Regions from separate parts of the Oryctolagus cuniculus genome. Here region 1 is linked to region 2. Evidence: chromatin contacts called from public Hi-C data. All regions are on one chromosome and are shown on one strand. Each heading gives the region's core, a stretch centred on a gene start, on an enhancer-like site or on the middle of the called end of the contact. The rest is flanking DNA. Distances are from core to core; before and after follow the strand shown.

The links. A called contact is a pair of places that touch in the nucleus more often than the background predicts.
Region 1: a contact with region 2 is called in a Hi-C map of psoas muscle, with 4 times the contacts expected there. The contact joins the enhancer-like site here to the promoter of PTCD1 in region 2. A contact is called at or near these places in 4 of 6 Hi-C or Micro-C datasets (ear pinna, psoas muscle, skin fibroblasts and 1 more).

What each region holds. Positions count from the first base shown.
Region 1 is chr19:41,781,881-41,788,529 of mOryCun1.1, reverse strand. It overlaps ZNF655 (zinc finger protein 655), which reads right to left. Exons shown (of 5, transcript XM_017337864.3): 5 at 5,553-6,649. All of the region lies in intron 1 of ZSCAN25 (zinc finger and SCAN domain containing 25), which reads right to left. Among named protein-coding and RNA genes, the nearest start is that of ZSCAN25, 19 kb to the right of the region's middle. Within about 2 kb of position 4,964, at least 4 of the 8 cell types and tissues checked have an H3K27ac peak or open chromatin away from gene starts, as enhancers often do. A contact at or near this core is called in ear pinna, where this site is marked.
Region 2 is chr19:41,648,643-41,655,203 of mOryCun1.1, reverse strand. PTCD1 (pentatricopeptide repeat domain 1) reads left to right here and starts at 3,760. Exons shown (of 9, transcript XM_008248917.4): 1 at 3,760-3,890. It overlaps CPSF4 (cleavage and polyadenylation specific factor 4), which reads right to left and starts at 3,755. Exons shown (of 7, transcript XM_070064395.1): 1 at 3,494-3,755; 2 at 402-452. The coding sequence starts at 3,596.

The DNA.
Region 1 (6,649 bases), core at 3,715-6,214, 130 kb before region 2:
CTGGAGGGCTTTGACCAGAGGAAGAGGCGAGATCTAGTGGTTCCTCGCCAGCTGCAATGTTGGGTAGAGGATGCAGGGAGGCAAAAGGATGAGAAAGGCAATCAGCCAAGAGGCTGTCGCAAGCATTCTGGCGAGAGTGACGGGGACTTGGATGCAGGCGGTAGAGAGGAGGTGCTCGGCAGTACTCAGATCTTGAGAAATGACCATGGTCACGCCAACAGGGCTACTGACAGATACAGACAGGACACAGACAAAGGCTCCTCCCTGGGTTGAGCAGCTGGGGAGATGGTACTCCCATCTACTGAGATGAGAAGTATTTATGAACCAGCCACAGATCTGCAGTTATTTCAAAGGACATTTCCCAGAAGTTCTTGTACCAGTCTCTTAAGATCAAATGCACCTAAACCTCTCCTCTTTTTTGTTATATGAGTATTTGATATATTTTTATAACTGTTCTGTAACACTTTTCAAAGTAACAGTAGGGGAAGGATATGACAACATTAGTGCCTCCCTTCACTGCCCTCACACCCACTCAGTAAACCAGCTGCTTCTACCCACAATGCACATCCTGATCCTGTCTCTGCCTTCCCGCTGACGCTGTTAATGTCCTCGAGTCTGATCCCGATCAGTTTCAATGGGATTCGAGTGCCGACATTTCCTCACCCCATGCCATGCTAAGCAACACTGTCTGTGAGAGAGACAGAGACAAAGGTCTTCCTTCCATTGGTTCACCCCCCAAATGGCCGCTACGGCCGGAGCTGCGCCGATCCGAAGCCAGGAGCAAGGTGCTTCCTCCTGGTCTCCCATGGGGTGCAGGGCCCAAGGACTTGGGCCATACTCCACTGCCTTCCCGGGCCACAGCAGAGAGCTGGACTGGAAGAGGAGCAACCAGGACAGAATCCGACGTCCCAACCGGGACTAGAACCTGGGGTGCCGGTGCTGCAGGCGGAGGATTAGCCTAGTGAGCCGCGGCGCCGGCCACCATTGCCCCTTGATGTATGTTTAGGGGTACATGTGTGCACGCAAACACATGTCTTCTTTTTTTTGAAAGATTTTATTTGACAGGTAGAGTTACAGACAGTAAGAGAGAGAGAGACAAAGGTCTTCCTTCCGTTGGTTCACACCCCAAATGGCTACTACAGCCAGAGCTACACCGATTTGAAACCAGAGCCAGGTGCTTCTTCCTAGTCTCCCATGTGGGTGCAGGCGCCCAAGCACTTGGGCCATCCTCCACTGCTATCCCAGGCCATGGCGCCGGCCCCACACATATGTCTTTATGTGGGTCCCGTTCTGTTTACCCCTTCTCTAAATGCCTCGATCTCCAGATGTCTCCCATTTCTTTTCCTCCAACCCCACTCATTAGCTGCTTAACAACGCACCCTGTTATTTCCCAACAATTCACTAAAAGGAAGTTCTACCCCATTAAAAGAAGTTATAAATCATCGGAGGTCCCAAAGAGACTATTTGTAAAAAGCCCTCTGGGACCGGCACTGTGACGTAGCGGGTAAAGCCACTTCCTGAAATGCTGGCATCCCATATGGGCACCGGTTCTAGTCCCGGCTGCTCCACTTCTGATCCAGCTCTCTGCTATGGCCTGGGAAAGCAAGTGGAAGATGGCCCAAGTCCTCGGGCCCCTGTACCCACATTGGAGACGCAGAAGGAAGCTCCTGACTTTGGATCAGCTCAGCTTTGGCCGTCATTTGGGGCATGAACCAGCAGATGGAAAACCTCTCTCTCTCTCTGTCTCTACTTCTCTCTGTAACTCTATCTTTCAAATAAATAAAATAAATTTTAAAAAAATGTATATGTTATGGGTGGGCAATAGGATATACAGCAGAGAAACAGAAGAGTCAGATAATACTTTTTAAATAGTTTTGCTGAGTTTTTTTTTTCTTTTATTATTCATTTGAAAGGCAGACAGATATAGATCTTCCACCCACAAGTTACTCCCCAAATGCCTACAAAAAGCCAGGGATGGGCAGGCTGAAGCCAGGAGCCAATAATTCAATCTGGGTCTCCCACATGGGTACCTGAGCCATCACCTGCTGCCTCTGAGGGCGCACGTCAGCAGGAAGCGGAAATCAGGAGCGGAGCTGGCACTCAAACCAAGGCTCTGATATGGGGTCAGCATCCCAAGCAGCATCTTAACCACTGCGGCATATAAGTGCCCACCCCAATAGACACGTACAAGCCACACTTGGGATTTTCAACTTCACCCTGCATGCAAAGCATAATACAACCAATTTTATTCCAAAGCAGTTCATTCTGACAGCAGTGTGGAGGACAGCCTAGAGAGGGGGAAAAAGAAGCGGCAGCGATAGATGACACAATCAGGTTTCCCTGGTGGTGGTACGGGGGCAGGGACTGATAGGATTTGGTGACCAACTGAACATGGAGGGAAGGACTCCGGTTAACCAAGGCAGACACAGGAAGGCAGGCAGGTGTCAGAAAGGATGAGCTCAGAAACGCACCTACGAACGCCTAGGAACATCTGGTATTCAGGAGTGAGCCGGCAGCCAAGGCAACGTATGACAGTAACCAGAGAGATGAGGGAGAATGGTCTTGGGGAAAATTAGTGTTAGGAACCAGCTGGAGAAACAGGAGCAGGTAAAGGCTCTAAGAACGCAAGAAACAGACCAGGAAAAAGTGACACTTCCAAAACTAAGGAGCATTCCAAGGAGTGCTCACAAACAGAAAATACTGAGGGGTCCAGAGAGTAAGGGCTGGAAAAAAAAAAAAAAATGCGTTCAGAGTGAAGCCAGTTAACTTTCGGAAAACTGGCTTGGATGGAAGAGCAGCAGCGCCTTGCACTGAGAACTGAACAGCAGCTGAGAAAACCATCACAAGTGGTGAGAACCGGAAGCACAGGTGATCATGCCAACCGCGCCTACTGTTGAGCCATCAAGTCACATCTCCCACATCTGTGTGTTCTCTCCCTCACAGCCCTGAGTCGTCTTCAGAAGCTCCACGGAGAACCGCGCCCTGTGCAGCAGTGGGGCCACTTCCCGTGGTGCTGACATCCCACGTGAACCTCGGGATGTGTGGGGTTGGGACTGCCAAGAACACAGCAGACGATGATGCGAGCGGGGAAAGGACACAGAGGCACAGTGGTGGCTAGGGCGTCTCCAGCATGCCCCTGTGCATACACCAGTCTTGATGTGTTTATGAGGCGGCAAGATGAATGTGGCTTGTGGAGTATGTGAAGCCAGCGGGCACTTTGAGTAAGCAAGTCTTGTAGGCAGATTAACAAGGGCACTTGGAATCTTAGAAGGAACCTGGCAAGGCTTCATTCCCCTCATGTAACACCTGGTTCCTTTATTACTTTCTGTTCAAGGTCAAACTCCTGCTCTTCTAAGGCTTCCTGGGCCAATATCCAATTCGCACTGATCGCTTATAAACTTCAAGGCTGCTTACTGTCTCACAGAGTTTCATTGTTGACAATGCCAAATTAACCGTTTGTGGGTGGATCAGAGTTAGGCTTTCTCTCAATCTAGTCTCTGCACCTCATAATAATCTCCCAATGAATACTCGCTGAGCTAAACAGTAACCTGGGGAGCAAGCAACTAGCCTAGTCATTAAGACGCCTGCCTCCCACACTGGAGTCCGTGGGTTTGATTTCTGACTCTGGGTCCTGACTCCAGCTTCCAGCAGATCCTGAGAAGTACCAGTGATGGCTGCCAGACTGAGTTTCCGGTTTCCAGCTTCAGCCCTGGTCTACTCCAGCTTGTGTAGGCATTTGAAGAGTGAACCAGCAGATGGGAGCTCTGTCTCTCGCCCTTAAAAAAAAAAAAAAAAAAAAAAAAAAAAGCCCAAACCATAATTAGAAACTAAATGTGTCAAAGAAAATCCCCTTAACAAGTCATTGCCAAGTCCATGAGGTGGATTTTCTAAACCTTTGTCTCACAATTAAATAATTCAACTCCATTTTTAAAAATGACCTTATACCGGGTAATGACATGATGGCGGACTGACATAAAAAATGACATGAACAGTTTAACCGCATTTTCCACCAGCACATAGCTGTCTACTGCATTCCACAGACAAGGAAGTACTGTGGAACGTCTGTCTTGGGTAGAAAAGTGTATCTCCCTAGTGATGGAGAGTTTGCAGAGTGGACCCCCCTCTGTTCCTGGTTCTTGGAGTATGGGACACACTTCTGGGCTCACTAGTTTATTCACACAGCTTTCAGTGTTTCTCTAAACGACCAAGCAAATTAACAGGAGCCGGAGTGAGGGGGCTTTGCAGCGTTGCCGCAGGACGGCTCCACACGGAGGAAACACCAGCTACAGGCTTTATTCGCCTGCCAGAACTTCTGGTTTAAAAACACGAAAACCAAAACAGCCAGCAGTCTTGCTCCAGGACGACCCCACGTGCAAGTTTAATCTTGCCCACTGGGTCTGGGACCGCTGCTTTGAAAGAACAAATAAACTCGGAAGACAGAGGGTAAGTCAGCTAGGTCAGCTCCGCAGCCTTGCTCTTTCGAGGATCCTGCTCTGGAGGCGCGTGGACTCCAGGGACATCGTGGGCAGCTCCTCCAGGCACGGGGTCTACTCCAGCTTGTGCTGCCTCAACACCAACATCTTCTCCTAAACTCCTTCAGACCGAGACCCAAGGGACTGGCAGTCACTTCGGGAAAGGGGGGAGAGAGGACAGACATTAGAGAGATGGTGGGTGAAGCCGCCCCAAAAGGCACCCCCAGACGCGGGGAGGCCAGCGTCATTCTTCCTCCAGCCAGGAAAGGTGGACGCCCTGACCCGCGCCCTTGGCCGCAGGGACGCAAGTCGCAGGGGGCCTCGCACCCCCGCCGCCCCACACCAGCAGCCCACGCCCTCCGCGTCCTCCCGCTGAGCCGCCGCCCTCGCCCACTCACCCCGGCACCGCGCCCCAGGCGCTCCGAGGCGAGGAACGGCGCGGTCTCCGCGGCAGAGGCGCGGATCCCCGGGGGTCCGCGTGCACTTCCGGGTCCCGTCTAGGCGGCTTGGAGGTCTCATCTCGATCGCAGGCTCCCGAGGGCCACGGAGGAGCGCAGTCCACAAGTCCACAGCCGGGCGGGTGTGCACGGCCTTGCCGGAGGGACTGCTCCCACTTCCCCGTCCCACCGTCCGGGAGCCCCGGGCGCCCTCCCCGTGACTCCCGCCCAGCCCTGCTTTCCTTAGCGGCCGCAGGCCGGGCTGACCCTGCAGGGCCCGCAGCGTGGACATGAAGACCAGCCTCTGCGGGGCGCTGGAGAGGGGGCGAAGATCCACACGCCTGTCAGGCCAGCAGATCCGCCACAGGCCCCTGTGATGCGGGGAGGACGGGTATTAGGGGTTTGCTGTGAAACTGAAGAGAACAGAGCCCTTAAACCAACATTCTCTCAGGGATCCTCGCAAGCCTATTTCCTGCCAGCTCAGGAGCCAGCAGCTGCACGTGCAGGCCAGGAGGCGGCATCTGAAGCCTGGCCTGCTCAAACCACGGCCGGGCCTCAAACTACCCGTGCAGGATGAAGTGCGTGTGTGCGGGGATTTGTAACTTGAGCAAATGAGAGGAAAAAAAAGACAAGACACTTTCAGTTATGCCCAAGTTGTAAATTTATAAACATAAATGAAGTACAGAAGGCTAACCATTTTTTACAAGTGAAGACAATGGGAGATGTTAGCAAAATATAGTTAAAAGTCCAGCATTTTTCACTTGTACAGGGCACTATCTGCAATCATCTTACAGTCCTGGATTGAACATCAGTTCCTCCACACACCGGTATTTTGATGCGAGTGCAAGAGGTGATGCCTTATGATGCGAATGCTAGAAGAGACAGCCGTCCGGTTGTGGACTTCAGCTGCCAGGAGCAGCTCCCGCGCAGCCCAGGACGCCTCCCATTGTGTCCAGCCACAGGAAAGCTCTCAAATCCCGGGTCCCTCCTCCAGGCTAGTCCTGCACTGCTAAACGTCTGCTCGTGAATGCCTTCTGAGATTCCACTACTTCCTATGTGAGAATTCTTCAAAAAGCTCATGAACATGGAATTAAAAGGTTAACTTTTTTGTTGTAAAGTGTTTGAAATACATGCATATTTTCATAAGACACTTTTTCATGGACTTTTTGAAGACCCTCTTACACTATAACCAGAGGTGATAATAAATCTTGGTAAAGAAAAAAAAAATCTTGGTGAAGATCCATGTCATCAGCCAAGTTCTTAGCAGCAAAATAAGAACACATCTGGGGCACGAAGAAATGGAAGCGTCAATCTAGTGATGGGAGCAGGGTGTCTTGGCAGGAGACGTGAATTTGGGAGTTTTGACTTGTTACTATGAAGTTATTTCAAGAAGGGGTATGACCAGCTCCTTAAATTAACTTCAACATATTCTCTGCTAGTATCCCAGAGAGCTCCAGGAACCTTTGGAATCAGCTGCAAACGCAACAGTGAAACACTGGGGATGTGATAAGGAACAGAGCTATGAAAGGAAAGCTCTGGATTCTCAGATGTATAGAGTACCATCACGATGCTGTGAAGCTTTGGCTCAAACAGAACTGAGTTTGAGCTAATTTGCTTTGACAAGTTACTAGTTCTTTAACGCTAACAAGTTCTTTAACTTCTCTACCCCTCACTTCCTCTACAAAATGGAGCTGGTGCCCTTAAAAGATTGTGAGAACTGAGCTTAAATATCTACATACA
Region 2 (6,561 bases), core at 2,511-5,010:
GTGGGCCTGGTTAGTGCGAAAAAGCCCGACCCCTGCTTTCCGCAAAGGCAGATCATTAATGGTGGGGTGTTTTGCTAAGAAGCCAGAGGACAGCGAGCCTATGAAGACGGTGGAATCAGAAATGTCTGGGTTCAGACATGGGGTTCAGGCCCAGAGTAACTCTGTGACCCTAAGAGTGTTCCAAAAACACCTCAAGGCTCTGTCCCTGTCCCGGGTCAGCCCATGGCCTCAGGGAAGAGGAGGTCAGCAGGCAGCCTCAGAGGAGGAGCGGGCCAGCGTTTGGGGGCGCCATTAGTCTGCAGAACGCAATGCTAGCCGGAGCCCTGGCGGCCCTCAAGTCTGCTGGCGGATGCGGTGACGGAAGATCACCTCGGGGGCGTCAGGGGGCGGGGATCCCTTACCTTTGCCACAGGCAGCTTTCAGGAAGAACTCGCAGACAGCAGCCCCGGATTCTGTGGGGAGGAGAGGAGAGGAGCGGCATCAGCCAGTGCTACATCAGCACAGCGCGCAGCTGTGCTGGGGACGGCTAAGGCTACCAGGGAGGAGGCCGGCGCCACGGCTCACTAGGCTAATCCTCCGCCTTGCGGCACCGGCACACCGGGTTCTAGTCCCGGTCGGGGCGCCGGATTCTGTCCTGGTTGCCCCTCTTCCAGGCCAGCTCTCTGCTGTGGCCAGGGAGTGCAGTGGAGGATGGCCCAAGTGCTTGGGCCCTGCACCCCAAGCACCTGGCTCCTGCCATCGGATCAGTGCGGTGTGCCGGCCACAGTGCGCCAGCCATTGAAGGGTGAACCAATGGCAAAGGAAGACCTTTCTCTCTCTCTCTATCTCACTGTCCACTCTGCCTGTCAAAAAGAAAAAAAAAAAAAAAGCTACCAGGGAGGACCCTGTTCAGTCTGACTCATGACGGGCTCAGGGGGAGGAAATGGAGTAAGGAGACCCAGCCGAGCAAGGACAAAGCTGCCTGTTTCCGTCCTACCCGGCAGGTGAGATGCACACAGTGAAAGGTGAGATGCACACAGTGAAACCCAGGCTTGCCGAGAGCTTCCTGTCCACAAGTTCCTTCCAAGGAGTTAAGAGTGGGTGGGGGAAGGAAAGTTGGCACACAGGCTCACAGAAATGAGCTAATCCCCCCGCTCAGCGCTTCCAGGAGAGCTACTTCACAGGCAGGGGGGAAGATGGGACAGGCAGCACAAGCAAACGGGGCCTGGGAGGAGGGGCTGGGGGCCTCGGGACGCTGGTCAGGGGGCAGAGCACAGGCAGGAAGGCCCTGGGTACGCGGCACCCACATTGCTGCTGAGGGGCCCAGCCTGCATTCCCACAGGTGCAGCGCAGGGAAGTCGGGGGGCTTGGGGCCAGGGTCTGCGAGTCCAGGAATCCACTGGCCATGGCTAGCAGATTAAACGTTCCCTGGGCTCACGAAGTCTTCTCTACCAGCAGCCATTTCAGAACCGCTGAAACCCACTGGCGGTCTCTCTGGAGTGGCTTCCTTGGCTTCTCAAAACAGGCAGACTGTGCTGGACAGAGCTAAGGTTGTAGAACTTGGGGTGTCATTCTGTTCGCATCTCAAAAATCTGAAAACCTTGCATTTAAAAACATACCACTGGGGCCATTGCTGTGGTAGTGGGCTAAGCCTCCGCCTGCAGTGCCGGCATCCCATATGGGCGCCAGTTCGAGTCCCGGCTGCTCCTTTTCCCATCCAGCTCCCTGCTATGGCCTGGGAAAGCAGTAGAAGATGGCCCAAGTGCTTGGGCCCCTGCACCTGCGTGGGAGACCTGGAAGAAGCTCCTGGCTCCAGCTTCTAATTGGCTCAGCTCCAGCTATTGTGGCCATTTGGGGAGTGAACAGAGGATGGAAGACCTTTTTCTCTGTCGCTCCCTCTCAAATAAATAAATAATAAAATCTTAAAATATATATACCATTTAGGAGCAGGCGTGGCAGAGCAGGTTAAGTGGCCACTTGGGATGCCCACATCCCATCGTCAGAGTACTGGGTCAAGTCCCGCCCCTCCACTTCTGATTCAGCTTGCTGTCAATCATCCTGGGAAGCAATAGATGATGACTCAAGGACTTGGGTCTCTGCTACCCACGTGGGAGACCCAGATGGAGTTCCAGGCTCCTGGCTTCAGCCACCTGGTCCAGACCCGGGCTGCTGTGGGCACTTGGGGAGCAAACCAGCAGATGGAAGACCTCTCTTTCTCCCTCTGTTGCTACGTCTGACTGAGGCTCAGGCAGATGGGATAAGGAGCCTGTCTCAAGGGCAGAAGGGGTTCTTCCCAGCACTGGGATGGGGAAGCAGCTCAGGGAAGGTACGCAGGGCACGTGAGCACGGACACGTGGGGAGTGCTCGGGCTGCCTGTGTCCCGGGGCAGCCCCGTGGGGCCCCGCCCCCGGCCTCACAGGCTCCTGGATCTGTGTTGCCAAGCGGGAGTAGGATGGTCCCACGGCCTCAAACCAGTGCCCCTGAGACATGAAGAGACCAAGAGTGAGAAATGAGAAGCTGCACGTGAGTGTGTGCGCACCGAGAGGTCGCAGACAGAGGGGTCGGGGGGAGCACCCGGAGGACTCTCCTCGGTGGTTGGAGGGGTGGTGGTCGGAGGGGTCGGGGAGCCCAGGGGGACTCTCATCGGTGGTGGTCGTTGGGGTCGGGGAGCCCGGGGGGCTCTCCTCGGTGGTCGGAGGGGTGGGGTGGGGGGCCCCCCAGGGGTACTCTCATGGTGGTCTCTTGGGCGTGCCCTCGCTAGCAGAGAGGCGGATCACGTGGGTGTGAGAAGGCTGGGCTGCCTGAGGGCAGTGCTGCTGCTGGCAGCTGCGGGACACAGCCTGGCTGTACGTGGGCTCCAAGTCCCTTCTCCACCCGGGGCCTCCGTTCCCCGTCCGTGACGTGCGCTTTACAGTTGCAGATCCGAAGCAGGTGCACAAACGAGAGGAGATAAGAAAACTGCTATGTCTTTTAAAGTCTGCGCTGGGAGGTGGAGAAGCCAGGGGAAGGAAGACGGTTAATGGGGGCTCAGGTGCCCGGGTGCGATGTTTTCCCGGGGACCAGAGAAAAAGTGGGGGACAAGGCCAGACTGGAGATGCGCTCCCAGGAGAGCGAGTCCTAGGAGCAGACGGGGGTTGGCTGGGGGTCTCCTACAGAGGGGAGGAGGCCCCTTCCTCGGCAGGGCTCCCCTTCGGACCCAGTGCGGCCGCTCAGCGAGTGGGGCGGGAGGCGGCGGGGCGCACAGCCCAGGACTTGCCCGGGGCTGGGGTTGCCGACCCAGCGTGACTCGCCCTCATTCCAGAACTACACAAGCACCGCCCGAAGCGGACCTCAGAGCGGCCCCAGGGGTCCAAAGACCCGAGAGAGTGCGCACGGTGGGGGGAGGGAGGGGGCTCCGGAGTCCGAGGGAAGAAAATGGGGACCCCGGCCCCCGGCAAGCAGGGGTTCCGGGACCGAGAGACAGGTGTCCCGGAGCGGAGTCGCTCTCGCCCGCCCGCCCCGGCCCCGCGCTCACTGTCCATGCCGGGGAAGGGCAGCGGCTGCGCCCCGAGCTGCTGCTCCACCGCGATCTCCAAGTCGAACTTAATGTGGTCCACGCTAGCGATGATCTCCTGCATGGCGGCGGCGGCGGCCCCCCGGCCCGACTTCCTCTCAGGTCTTTCGCTGCCCTCACTCCTCCACCCGCCGCCGGCCCCAGCCGCACGCAGTCCGCCTCCTCCGCCTCCGCCTCGCCGCCGCCACTGCCGCCACCGCCGCCGCCACCACCGCGCGAGGGATGCCGGGAGCGCCCGAGCCCGCGCCGGTGCTTTTGCACGTCCAGACCCGGCCAATCGAGAGCGGAGGACGACCGCTCTGCCAGGCCCGGCTAGCCGCCCGCCGAACGCAGCGCCTCCCTTCCCCTCGCCTGGCCGGTAAGCCGAAACCCCCGCGCGTGGGAGCTTGCGACGCGGACTGCGCATGGGCGAGGCTCCGCGGGGCGCGTGCTTCTGGCGGAGGGTGACCCACAGGGGAACCGGGCCGGTTCGGCACGCGGGACTGGGCCGCGTGAGGCCGGGTCCCTGGGGCCTGGGGCCCGCGACCCCTACGCTTGGGAGTTCCCATGGGTCCTCACAGCGGCCCGGGGACCCGAGCCTAGGGAGGCCCGGGGGCGTCGGAGGAAACCGGGGTGAGAGGGGGCCGGGGTGACCAGGGGGCCGGGCGAGCGTCTGGGAATGCGGGGTCCGAGGGAGGACGGCGGCCGCGGGGCTCTCAACCCCGGGGGTTTTTAACCTGGGTGCGTTAGTGGACTTGGGTGGGAACAAAATTGCCCTTTTTATTCGTTTTCTCGATGTGAGATCGAGCATTGATTGCATTTAGTTGATTGACAGAGCAGCTGGGGTAGGGCCCGAAACCGTGTCATTTCGAGGGGGGCTGAGGGTCCATGCAGCTCGCTCACGCTGGAAAACCATGGAGGGACACAGAGCATAGTGTAAAATGCCTCTTTCTATATCTAGGTATTGTTTTGCTGATTCTATGTGATTTATTTATTTTTTTCTTTTTTAAGATTTATTTAGTTATTTGAAAGTCAGAGTTACAGAGACAGAGAGAGAGAGAGAGAGGCTTCCATCCGCTGGTTCACTCCCCAATTGGCCGCAACAGCCGGAGCTGTGCTGATCAGAAGCCAGGAGATAAGAGCTTCTTCCAGGTCTCCCACTCAGGTGCAGGGGCCCAAGGACTTCTACTGTTTTCCCAGGCCATAGCAGGGAGCTGGATCAGAAATGGAGCAGCCAGGACTCGAACTGGCGCCCATATGGGATGCTGGCACTGCAGGTGGCAGCTTTACCCGCTATGCCACAGCGCCGGCCCCTATTTTTTTCATTGTTCACGATTTATTTTTGTTTTTCAAATTACTTTTTTTTTTTTTTTGACAGGCAGAGTTAGACAGAGAGAGACAGAGAGAAAGGTCTTCCTTTTCCGTTGGTTCACCCCCCAAATGGCCGCTACGGCCGGCGCACCGCACTGATCCGAAGCCAGGAGCCAGGTGCAGGGCCCAAGGACTTGGGCCATCCTCCACTGCACTCCTGAGCCACAGCAGAGAGCTGGCCTGGAAGAGGGGCCACCAGGACAGAATCCGGTGCCCAGACTGGGACTAGAACCCAGTGTGCCGGCGCCGCGGCGGAGGATTAGCCTAGTGAGCTGCGGCGCCAGCCTCAAGTCACTTTTTAACAGTATAGGTCTTGGATACAGTTCTGAGAATATAATGATATTCCCTGCCTCCCACCCTCCTGGTAACCCTGTGTGTTTTAACTAATGCTTGTCAGGAGTGGAGGCCTGTGGGATGCAGACAAGGGCCGCTGAGGCCGTCTGCACCGTGTCACTCAGGTACTGGTCTGGAGTGTCTAATGCGTGCTCCTGGGTTCAAAGCCAGCCCCGCACCAGCCCCAGTGCTGGTGGCCCTGTGGCTGCAGGACGGAGCAAGTCTCTTCCCCTCACTCCCTCTCAGTCATTAATGTGTTCAGTCCGCCAGCACCCTGAAGTCTTTGCAGTGTGACCATCTCACATAACCAGGCCTTAAAATATTTTCCTGTTAAATGCCTGTAACAGCTATGACTGGGTCAGGCTAAAGGCAGGAGCCCCCAGCCGCATCCAGGTCTCCCAAGTGGTTGGCAGGGACCCAAGTACTTGAGCTGTCACCTGCTGTTCCCAGGAGGCTGGACTCGGAAGCAGAGCTGGGACTTGAACCAGGGATTCAGATATGGGATGTGGGTGTCCTGAGTGGTGACCCACTGGTGTGCTAAACCTATGAAAGAGTTTCATGTGTGCAGGCCAGAGCCTGGAGCCCAGCACTGTCCAGGGGAAATACAGTGCAATCACAGCTATAACTTTGAATGTGTAGATACATTAAATTAAAAGGAAAGTGTGAAATTAACATTAATCATATACTTTAGTTAACCTACTATAGCTGAAATACCATTTTCACATGTGAGACAGTTATTTGTTTGTTTGTATTTTGCATTCTTTTTGTACAAAGACTTTGAAGTCTGGTGTGTATTTTACAGCACATCTTCAGTGCAGAATCTCAAGTGCTGTGTAGCTGTGTGTGGCTGGTGGCTGCTGTACTGGATATCACAGCGCTTCCCATTTGTCTGTGAAGTTTCAAAAAATGAATGCTCTGGTTACTTCCCTTTGCTTAGGCCTTACATTTTTTGAACACCTATTAAATGCCAGGTATTGTGCTAAAAACATCTTTTTTTTAGAAGATTTATTTATTTATTTGAAGGTCAGAGTCAGAGAGAGAGAGAGGTAGAGAGGTAGAGAGAGGTCTTCCTTCTGCTAGTTCACTCCCTGAATGGCTGCAACGGCTGGAGCTAAGCCGATCTAAAGCCAGGAGCCAGGAGCTTCCTCTGGATTTCACATGTGGGTGCAGGGGCCCAAGGACGTGGGCCATCTTCTTCTGTTTTCCCGGGCCGTAGCAGGGAGCTGGACCGGAAGTGGAGCAGCCAGGACTCGAACCGGCTCCCATATGGGACGGTGGCACTGCAGGTGGCGGCTTTACTCGCTACGCCACAGCGCCAGCCCCAGAGCCTGCTCTTGGAACCACTC